3 separate regions of the Gossypium hirsutum genome follow, and all the other regions are linked to region 1. Evidence: chromatin contacts called from public Hi-C data. All regions are on one chromosome and are shown on one strand. The core of a region is the stretch at or near the end of the contact, and the rest is flanking DNA. Distances in the headings are between cores, read along the strand shown. Region 1 has its middle 99 kb from the start of LOC107915847. Region 2 holds the start of LOC107915847 (ethylene-responsive transcription factor 1B). Region 3 has its middle 25 kb from the start of LOC107915847.

The links. A called contact is a pair of places that touch in the nucleus more often than the background predicts.
Region 2: a contact with region 1 is called in a Hi-C map of leaf, with 2.3 times the contacts expected there. The contact joins the promoter of LOC107915847 here to the enhancer-like site in region 1. A contact is called at or near these places in 2 of 34 Hi-C or Micro-C datasets (fibers and leaf).
Region 3: a Hi-C map of leaf shows a contact between it and region 1, with 2.1 times the contacts expected there. The contact joins two enhancer-like sites. A contact is called at or near these places in 2 of 34 Hi-C or Micro-C datasets (fibers and leaf).

The regions. Positions count from the first base shown.
Region 1 is chrD10:42,484,406-42,487,305 of Gossypium_hirsutum_v2.1, forward strand. No RefSeq gene overlaps it. Among protein-coding and RNA genes, the nearest start is that of LOC107915847, 99 kb to the right of the region's middle. Within about 2 kb of position 1,441, at least 3 of the 9 cell types and tissues checked have an H3K27ac peak or open chromatin away from gene starts, as enhancers often do. A contact at or near this core is called in leaf, where this site is marked.
Region 2 is chrD10:42,583,216-42,586,372 of Gossypium_hirsutum_v2.1, forward strand. It overlaps LOC107915847 (ethylene-responsive transcription factor 1B), which reads left to right and starts at 1,810. Exons shown (of 1, transcript XM_041102481.1): 1 at 1,810-2,770. The coding sequence starts at 2,141. The coding sequence ends at 2,740.
Region 3 is chrD10:42,608,369-42,611,153 of Gossypium_hirsutum_v2.1, forward strand. No RefSeq gene overlaps it. Among protein-coding and RNA genes, the nearest start is that of LOC107915847, 25 kb to the left of the region's middle. Within about 2 kb of position 1,368, at least 5 of the 9 cell types and tissues checked have an H3K27ac peak or open chromatin away from gene starts, as enhancers often do. A contact at or near this core is called in leaf, where this site is marked.

The sequences.
Region 1 (2,900 bases), core at 191-2,690:
CCGACATATTGTTTTTTTCCCTGAGCTGATAAATAGGCTAAAGCCAACTCAAAATTTACATGTCTTTCATTTTTTTTTTTTGGGTCAAATGTCTTTCATATTTTTAAACAATACAAGTCAATGGAATTTAATTTGTGTTTTACTTATAGTATAGACAAGCCTTGATACAATTTTGATATTGTTACTTCAACATGGTATATGGGACAAAAATGGATGAATAAGTAAAGAGTGATATAATTAAATTTATGTTTGTTTCAACAAATAGAATTATGTTTTTATTTTGTAAAACAATGAAAAAAAAATTTAATAATTTGTATATTTGTATTATGCTTATATATATATTTCAATATATATTATATTATAAACACATTCAAAATATCATATATTTATATAAATTTTAATGTGTTAATTTATATTTTTATATCACATTTTAATAATTTTTTAAAGTTGAAAAATATTATAAATTTCTATATTCTTCATAAATTTGGAAATTAGTGTTTGAATTCCCTTTAGGAATTTAGTTCCTATATTTTTCAGATTTTAAAATTTCGGTCCAACTGTTAATTTTGTTAGTTTTCTTTTAAAAAAATATTTAGGTTCATTACAATATTATCTTTTTAGTTACATTACTATTGAGTAATGTCATACTAACAAATTTAATAATAAAAATTGTTAACAATTACACCAAATATTTAAAATCTAAATAAAAAATGAATCAAATTCATAAAAATAAAAGTATATAAATTAAATTTTACTTTTAATTTTTAAAGAGTACAAAATATATACTGTTATTTAATATCTTTACTTGGTATCACTTTCAACCAGGTTACCAATTTGGTTAGAAAAATTACGGATATGTCCATTTGCAATTAAAATAAGTTATATTATTTGCATATATATGTTTTTAATTTAAAAACCAATAAAGATATGGTGATATTTGAATCCGTATCAATTAAATTAGAAAAATTTTAATTTACCACACAACTAAAACTTTATTTCAATTTATTTATATATTTTAATTTTATTATGCACATTCCATTACCTCCATTAATTATTTATATTGATAATATTTTTGATTAAGTTAGTGTTACAAGTCAACTCGGTACTAAATCAAGATTGATCACAACACCATACATTTTATTTTTTAATTTAATATTATACATATTACACATGATTTTATTAATTAATTTTAAACTTTACGTTTCACTTATTTATTATATATTATATTAAAAATATATTTGTATTTAAATATTTCGTGTGTTTGTACATGTGCATGTGATAAGAATGAATACTAGTGTCTATAATATATATTTTTTTAAAAATTATAATAATATGGTATCTACTTGACAAATCTAAAATGAAAGGAAGACATCGTGGCGGCTTGAAATTAGAGGTTGGGAAGGAGTTGCTGGGAAAAGATAAAGCTAAAGTAGGTCTTCTGCTGATGATTACAAGGGAAATCAGGCCATGTACCATGAATCTGCTGCCATCATTGCCTAACCCTACAAGTCAAATTAACCTGAAATAGGCGTTTTCCTTTTTGCTACTTAAAATTCATCCTTTTATAATTTTATTATTTTCATTTGTGGCCAAGTTTTGGACCACTAAAGAACTTTATAAGTTGCAAACCACCACATCCTATCAATTTAGAAAGAAAAATCGAAAGTCGATTTGAATTAGATTGTACAAGTGAATTTTAAAATATAAATTAAAGAATTGTGACTATCTGAATTAATTATAATTTATTTTATTTAAAATTAATTTTAATTTTTAAAATGTAAAAAATAAAATAATTTATATTTAAAATAGTGAAAATGATATTAAAATTCTATATAAAAATATTTTTCAAAAAATTGTCATATAAAAGTTATTGATTTTTTTAATTTACTCGAGAATTAATGATTTTTATAAATATTCATAAAAAAATATTTTGAAACTTTACAAAATAATCTTTAAAAACCACCTCATTTTGTTAAATTAAGTTTAAAAATCCAAAATTCAAAATTAATATAGAAAAATTGTTAATGAAATCAAATCAAACCAAATCAAATTATGATGAACGATTAAAAACTTTTAAACAAAAATTCGATTTAACGTGAGATGGATAAATAATAAGAGCCAAAATTATATGATATTTAGAATAATTATTTGATTTTATAATATTAAAATTTCTTATACCAACAATATAGGTGAAAAAATATTTGATACATAAAAATTACATATAAGGAAAAATATATAAACATAATTAGTTGATATTTTTAAAAACTAAAATATATTTAATATAGTGATATATATTGAGAAAAAACATTTTCATTGTATAAGTAAATATTTATCATTTTATCTTATAAATAAAAAAAATATTAATTAAAAAAGATAAATTAAAAGTAAAATAAAAAAATCAGAAAAACAATTTTACGTAAAAATAATAACAAAGAATACTTGATGAAAGATTTGAAGATGAGCCAAACTAATAAAATACTCACAAATTTAACCAATGGTAGATCTATTTGTTTATGCATTCTAGAGCTGGATATCCTTACCTTTGTTAGAAACATCTCTTCCATGTAGAATGCTTTTCTAGACCCAAGAGTAAGAAGGTTTAGAGGTAACAAATTCAAAAAGGGCACAACTGAAATATTTACCTCTGAGAACTAGGAAGAAAAGAAAATTTTGGTCTATCATTTTTTGCCAATCAATCTTAGAAAAGAGCGTTTCATTAAAGAGCTTAGTCTTATGGATTCCTAAGCCCCCTTGAAAGGTGGGAGTGCAAAGTTTATCCTAATGACAAAGATGATTTTTAGTGCTTGTATCATAACCCCTTCAAAAGGTTCTGATTTTTTTTTGTAAATTTCTCAACAAATGTTTGTTGGGGCCTCAAAGTATAAAGTGGGTAAAAGGGG
Region 2 (3,157 bases), core at 560-3,059, 99 kb after region 1:
TTAACAATACTAATATTTATATATTTTATAGTAATTAAATCTAAACAGATTATAAACAAAACAAAAAAAAAACCTACCCAGGTCCATATCAAGGGGAAGAAAATGAAATGATAAAACAACGGAAAATTTTACAGTGAGCTCCAAGTTCATACCAAAATTTTTCAGATTTATTAAAATTTTTAGTGTTTTTTAAACCTAAATTTTTTTTGATAAACCTCAAAAATTTTAAAATTTTAATGCGTTTTCTAGAGCTCACAGTAAAATTCCAAAATGCGGCTGGAACACAGTTTCTAGTTTCAACTGTACGAGAAATGGTAGAATCAGAGTACTAACAACTTCCATTTCGTTATTAAACTCCCAAGGAATTAATGTATATATTGTGGAGTGAAGGATCCATGGAGATTCTTAAACCTTTTATTTAAACATTCAGTCCACGTTTCAATTTGCAGTCATGGGTCATCTTGACTTTTATTAAGAGGAACCATCATGTTTACACTTAAATTAAGATTGATGTCATATATTTATATCAATTTAACAAGTTTTTCCTTCTCTCTATTTTTGCCTCAATTCCTCCGTGAATGGCTCGGGGGATAATGAAATACTAAACAAGCGTTGTATGATTGAGGACTCAACCTGTCATCGTCCATTGTTTCATTCTTTCAATTGATGTTGTTATTGTTTCAGCAATATATATAAGTTGGAATACGATTAAGTGCATAAGTTTAAGGTTAGAAATAATTTAAACAATATGTAATAAAAATTGTAATGCTGAATCTATTTGTTCAAACTCGAATTTATATCCAATATTTAAGAATATTTGAATAAAAAGAAATTAGGTCTGAAAAATTAATTTTGAAAAAAAATTTCTGTTTGTTTAAAATATAGGCTGAGCTTAAACTCTACTACTTAAATCAAATTTATAATAATTTGTTTTTACCTGTTTTTTTTATGTATTATATACATATTTTTTAATTCAATTTAATTATTATTTTATTTAAATTAACAAAAATATATAAATATGAGCATAGAGGATCGAATTCAGTTAATCAAAATTTAAAATAATTAATTATTTTTAACATCTTAATTCAATCCAACCTGATGAAGCCATTGCAGTTATTTCTTTTCTTTTTGTTTTTTTCCAATTTCCATCTACAAGAGGAATTTGACACAAAATAGATGGTAGAATTGATACTAAACAGATGGTGCTTTTCATTGTCGGGACATGTGTGACTAAGTCCTCTGCATGTTTGCCCCCATTCATTGAACAACCATAAATAAAATGCATATCCATTCCTAACAATGCAAATCAAATATTATATTAAAAAAAGGTGAAGCTCATTAGTGTTAAAAAATGAATTCATCTATTTAATTATGAATTATGTGATAAAAAATTATGTTTGAAGTTTTTAATTAATATTAATTTTTAGTTTGATTTTCAAAAAATTCATACCTTCTTTAAAAAAGAAAATTAGATATCATTAATACTTTGATTTAGTTGACAAAATGAGAGCTCTTAAATTTTGAGTATCTAAGTTTGAGATTTATTATATATATATATATGTGGTCTTCAAGTTTCATAATGTGTAATTATTATGTTTGGGTTTTAGTCCAGTTTATTAACTTTTGTCTGAATTGTGATAGTTTTAAATTTATTTACACTTATAATTGTTTGATTTCATTATGTAAGTGCTTGATTAATCCGTGTTATAATAGTTTGATACTTGTAACACTTATGAGACTTTTTTTTATTTTATTTTTCGAATTTTTATTCACATAATATAAACCGTTATTTCCAACTGCCAAGCTGAGTTGTCACCATCATCCACGTGGACAAGACCCCATGGTAGCTTCCCAACCAAAGCTGAGATCATGTAGTGACGTCACTTGCTTTGACTTAGCCGCCTTGCTCCAATTAACCCCGTGTTCATTTAACCTTAAAAATATTCAATAAAATAATGCCACGTCATCTTCCCTCGCCACTAGTTAATCCTTTTTACGCTGTCGTATTTTACGTTTAATTCCTCCCTCCCTTAATTTGAAGTATATAAAGGAGCCAAATCTTAAACTACTGCTCTGCTTTAAACCCCCTACACTTGCACCAAAAAAAACAGAGTTGAAAAAATAAAAACAGAGCAGATCAATGGATTCTTTCCTGCTTGAGTCCCCAAATTCCATTTCCTCATCGGAATCATCATTCGGGTCGCCGGAATTTTCTCCGTTCAACCACAACTCTCTTCCTTTCAACGAAAACGACTCCGAGGAGATGCTTTTATATGGCCTACTCACCGAGGTCAAAACGGAAACATCAAGCTCAACGGAAAAGGGTAGTCCGACGAAAGAAAAGTCTTACCGAGGAGTAAGAAGGCGGCCGTGGGGGAAGTTCGCGGCGGAGATAAGGGACTCAACCAGGCATGGGACAAGGGTATGGCTTGGAACATTTGAGAGTGCAGAGGCAGCAGCTCTGGCTTATGATCAAGCCGCTTTTGCTATGAGAGGCAGCGCCGCCATACTCAACTTTCCTGTGGAAAGAGTGAGGGAGTCACTGGAGGAAATGAAGTGTAACCAAGAAGAAGGGTGTTCGCCGGTGGTGGCTTTAAAGAGAACACATTCTATGAGAAGGAAAAGGACCAGTAGAAGTAAGAAGGAAAGAGATGCGAGGATAAACAATGTGATGGTGATTGAGGATTTAGGTGCAGATTACTTGGAACAACTTTTGACTCAAACTGCTTCACCTTACTAATTCACACCAACATATACTATTGTTCATCTCTATTTATTCTTAATATTTTGGCATGCAAAAGTATATTTTTAGATTTTATATGAAAACACAAAATTAATCTAAAATAAGATTATAGCGAAAGGTTTTTGGTAAATTTATTATTGAGTTGATAATCTAGTTTGAAAGTGATAATAATTCAGCGAAATATTTCAATATAATAATAGATACCTATTTTAAATAGGTATGAGTTTTTCTATGCAAAATTTTTCAAATGCAATGATTTCGTCTATTTAGGAATTAGCTGTTTAGATTGGAATACAAAATTATGAGGTATTCACAATATCCAAAGAGAATAATATCTTTGCATTATCACCCTTATGCTCTAACATAAATATAAATATGTGTTGAGATCAATATATTATAAATTTTTTATACAAT
Region 3 (2,785 bases), core at 118-2,617, 120 kb after region 1:
GGAGAGTGGGTTCGGGAAAAAAAATCTCAATTATCGATGATGCATGGATCCTTGGGAATTATAATTTTAGATTATCTACTTCTATTCTTAATTTGCAGCATTCATTGGTGTTAGAACTTATAGATGCAAATGAAAGAAAATGGAAGCATGAGTTAATTAGTAATACCTTCTCGACGTCGGATGCAACCCAAATCCTCCGTATTCCGTTGGTAAAAGAGGCTCATGATAATTGGTTGGTGTGGGATGTGAGTCTTCAGGGGAGTTCTCCATCCGAAGTACTTATATACTATTACAGATACTTCGAGGGTTTCTAGTGCTTACGCTTTACAATCAATTTCTAGTGATTTCTACAAAAAGCTATGGAGCTCCCTGGGAAAATTAAAATTATAGTTTGGAATATTTCTTTGAATTACTTGCCTACATTAGCTAACATGAAATACAAGAAACTTGTGAACACAACATGCTGTCCTCGTTGAGAAAGGGAGGAGGAAATAGTGGATCATTTGTTTCGAGTATGCCGTGTAACAATTGAAGTATGGTCAGATCTTAAATTTTCACATTTCCTAAGTAATCAAGATTTTGGGTTTGGACATTGGCTTACTGGAGTATTTGATGCATGTTCTATCACTCAGTGATGGCTTTTTTTTACGCGCTATGGGTTATCTGGCGAGATAGGAACATAAGGGTCCATGAGAGTGAGTTTGCTACAGGGAGGGATATAGCACATTTCATCAGGGGTTACATTGTAAAGATTACTGAGACAGAGAAGAGGACAATTACAAAAGAAACTGGATTGGTGTGCTAGAGGGTAACATCAGATTCAACCATTAAAATCAACTTTGATGGCACTTTTGACGGACAGAGATTTCAATCGGCTTTGAGTGTTGTGGCAAAGAATGCTAAAGGGAAAGTGGTACTTTCACGAGCGGAGACTAATTAAGGGGTTTTTTTAGCCTTCGCTGTTGAAGCTATTGCTTGCCATCGAGCAATACAAATGGGTATAGAACAGGGTCGGGTGCAAGTAATAAACGAGGGCGATTCATTGTCAACAATTAAGAAATGTCAGTCAATACATCTGAATAAATCGTTAATTGGTGCTTATATCATATATATACATCAGTTGAGAGACGAATTTCAAAAGATCTTTTTCAGCCATATACCAAGATCAGCCAATGAGTTAGCCCACACCGATTACGAAAGAAACACTGAGAGGGGGTGAGTCCTTTTACCTAGAGGAGGGAGTGGACAGAGCGAAGGAACTGGAATAAAGAAGGTGATGCGGTGGTAAAGAATGGAGAAAGAAAGAGTTAATGTCAAGGATGAAAGGAAATGCTACTCACTTCTCTTTGTACTTTTGAACCGTCGAAAAATGAAATTAATTGCAGGTGTTGGGACGGTTGCTAAGGATTGAGCTGATTGGGCAATGGAATAGTGATGTAGACTTTTTGGAATTTTCTTTTTTGTTCTGATATTTTTTTTACATAAGTTTGGGCCTTTTATTTGGGTTTGCGTGAGTTTTTTTGTTTTTTTAATTTTATAGATTTTTTTTCATTTTTGTTTGTTTTGGATTTCAAAGTAATAAAGCCCAATCTATTTTATTTAAAAATAATAATCCCCAAAAGACTCTCATCCACCTTATTTTTATAGTTTTCTTTTTGCAATTAAAATGATTATTAACTTGATTTTTTAAATAATCTCATTATAGGTTATGATCATATCTGCTATTTTGACACAATACTTAGAACTACCCATAGTCCCTCCCCGACCCATAAATCGAAGGATAATGCACATCAACGCACTCGAACCGGTGTCCTCCTGCATTGACAACAATACCCATGCTAATCAAGCTAAGACTCAATCGACATTAACTGAATTTTTTCATATTAAGTAAATATAATATATTTTTTTGAGTAAACTGAAAATTTTAAAAGTAACACATATGAAGCATATGATGTAGTTAATTGAATTTTTTTACGTATTAAGAAGTTAATTTTAAAATAATATACTATTTTATTTTATATAAACTTTATTAAAATCTAATTTTGAATAAATATAATTTGTTAGAGAATTAATTTAAAATTTTTAAAACTAACACATATGAAGCAATTAATTATTAATATATTATATTATATTTATTTAAACTTTTTAAAATCAGCATAATTTTTTTAATATAAAATAAATATCTCGAAGCATGTACCGTACACCAATAAAATTGAAACAAATCAATATAAATAAAATATTAACAAATCGATATTATTTAAATAATTAATATTGATCTATAATCTAAATTGATATTTCAAAATTGATATTTTTGCCAAACTTCGAATAGAATAAAACTTTCAAGGGGACAAACAACCTTTATGGCTTATTAATAAATTGAAGGGTAAATTACACCAACAGTCACTCAACTTTTAATTTAGACAATCAACTTCCAAAAAATAACAAATCAGTCATTAGCACTAGCAAAAAGTGACAAATCAATCACCTACTAACGTTTTCGGTTACAGGTCTAATGGAATAGGTGTCCTGGCCAGTTAACTTTCTTTGTTGGTTTATGGTTTTTTCGATTTAAGGGCATTTGGGTTTATGGTTTTTTAGATTTCTTTGTTGAAATATGTTGCATTCGCATGGGGTTTATGCACTGCATATGTTTGTATTCAATGAGTTTATGACTTCATTTTGGATTTTGTTGAAAAAACTATTTAGGGTTTTGATAGAAATGGATACATTTGTATTAAAATGTATGGTATGTAGACCTATGTTTTGTATGCCAAAGATCCCACTG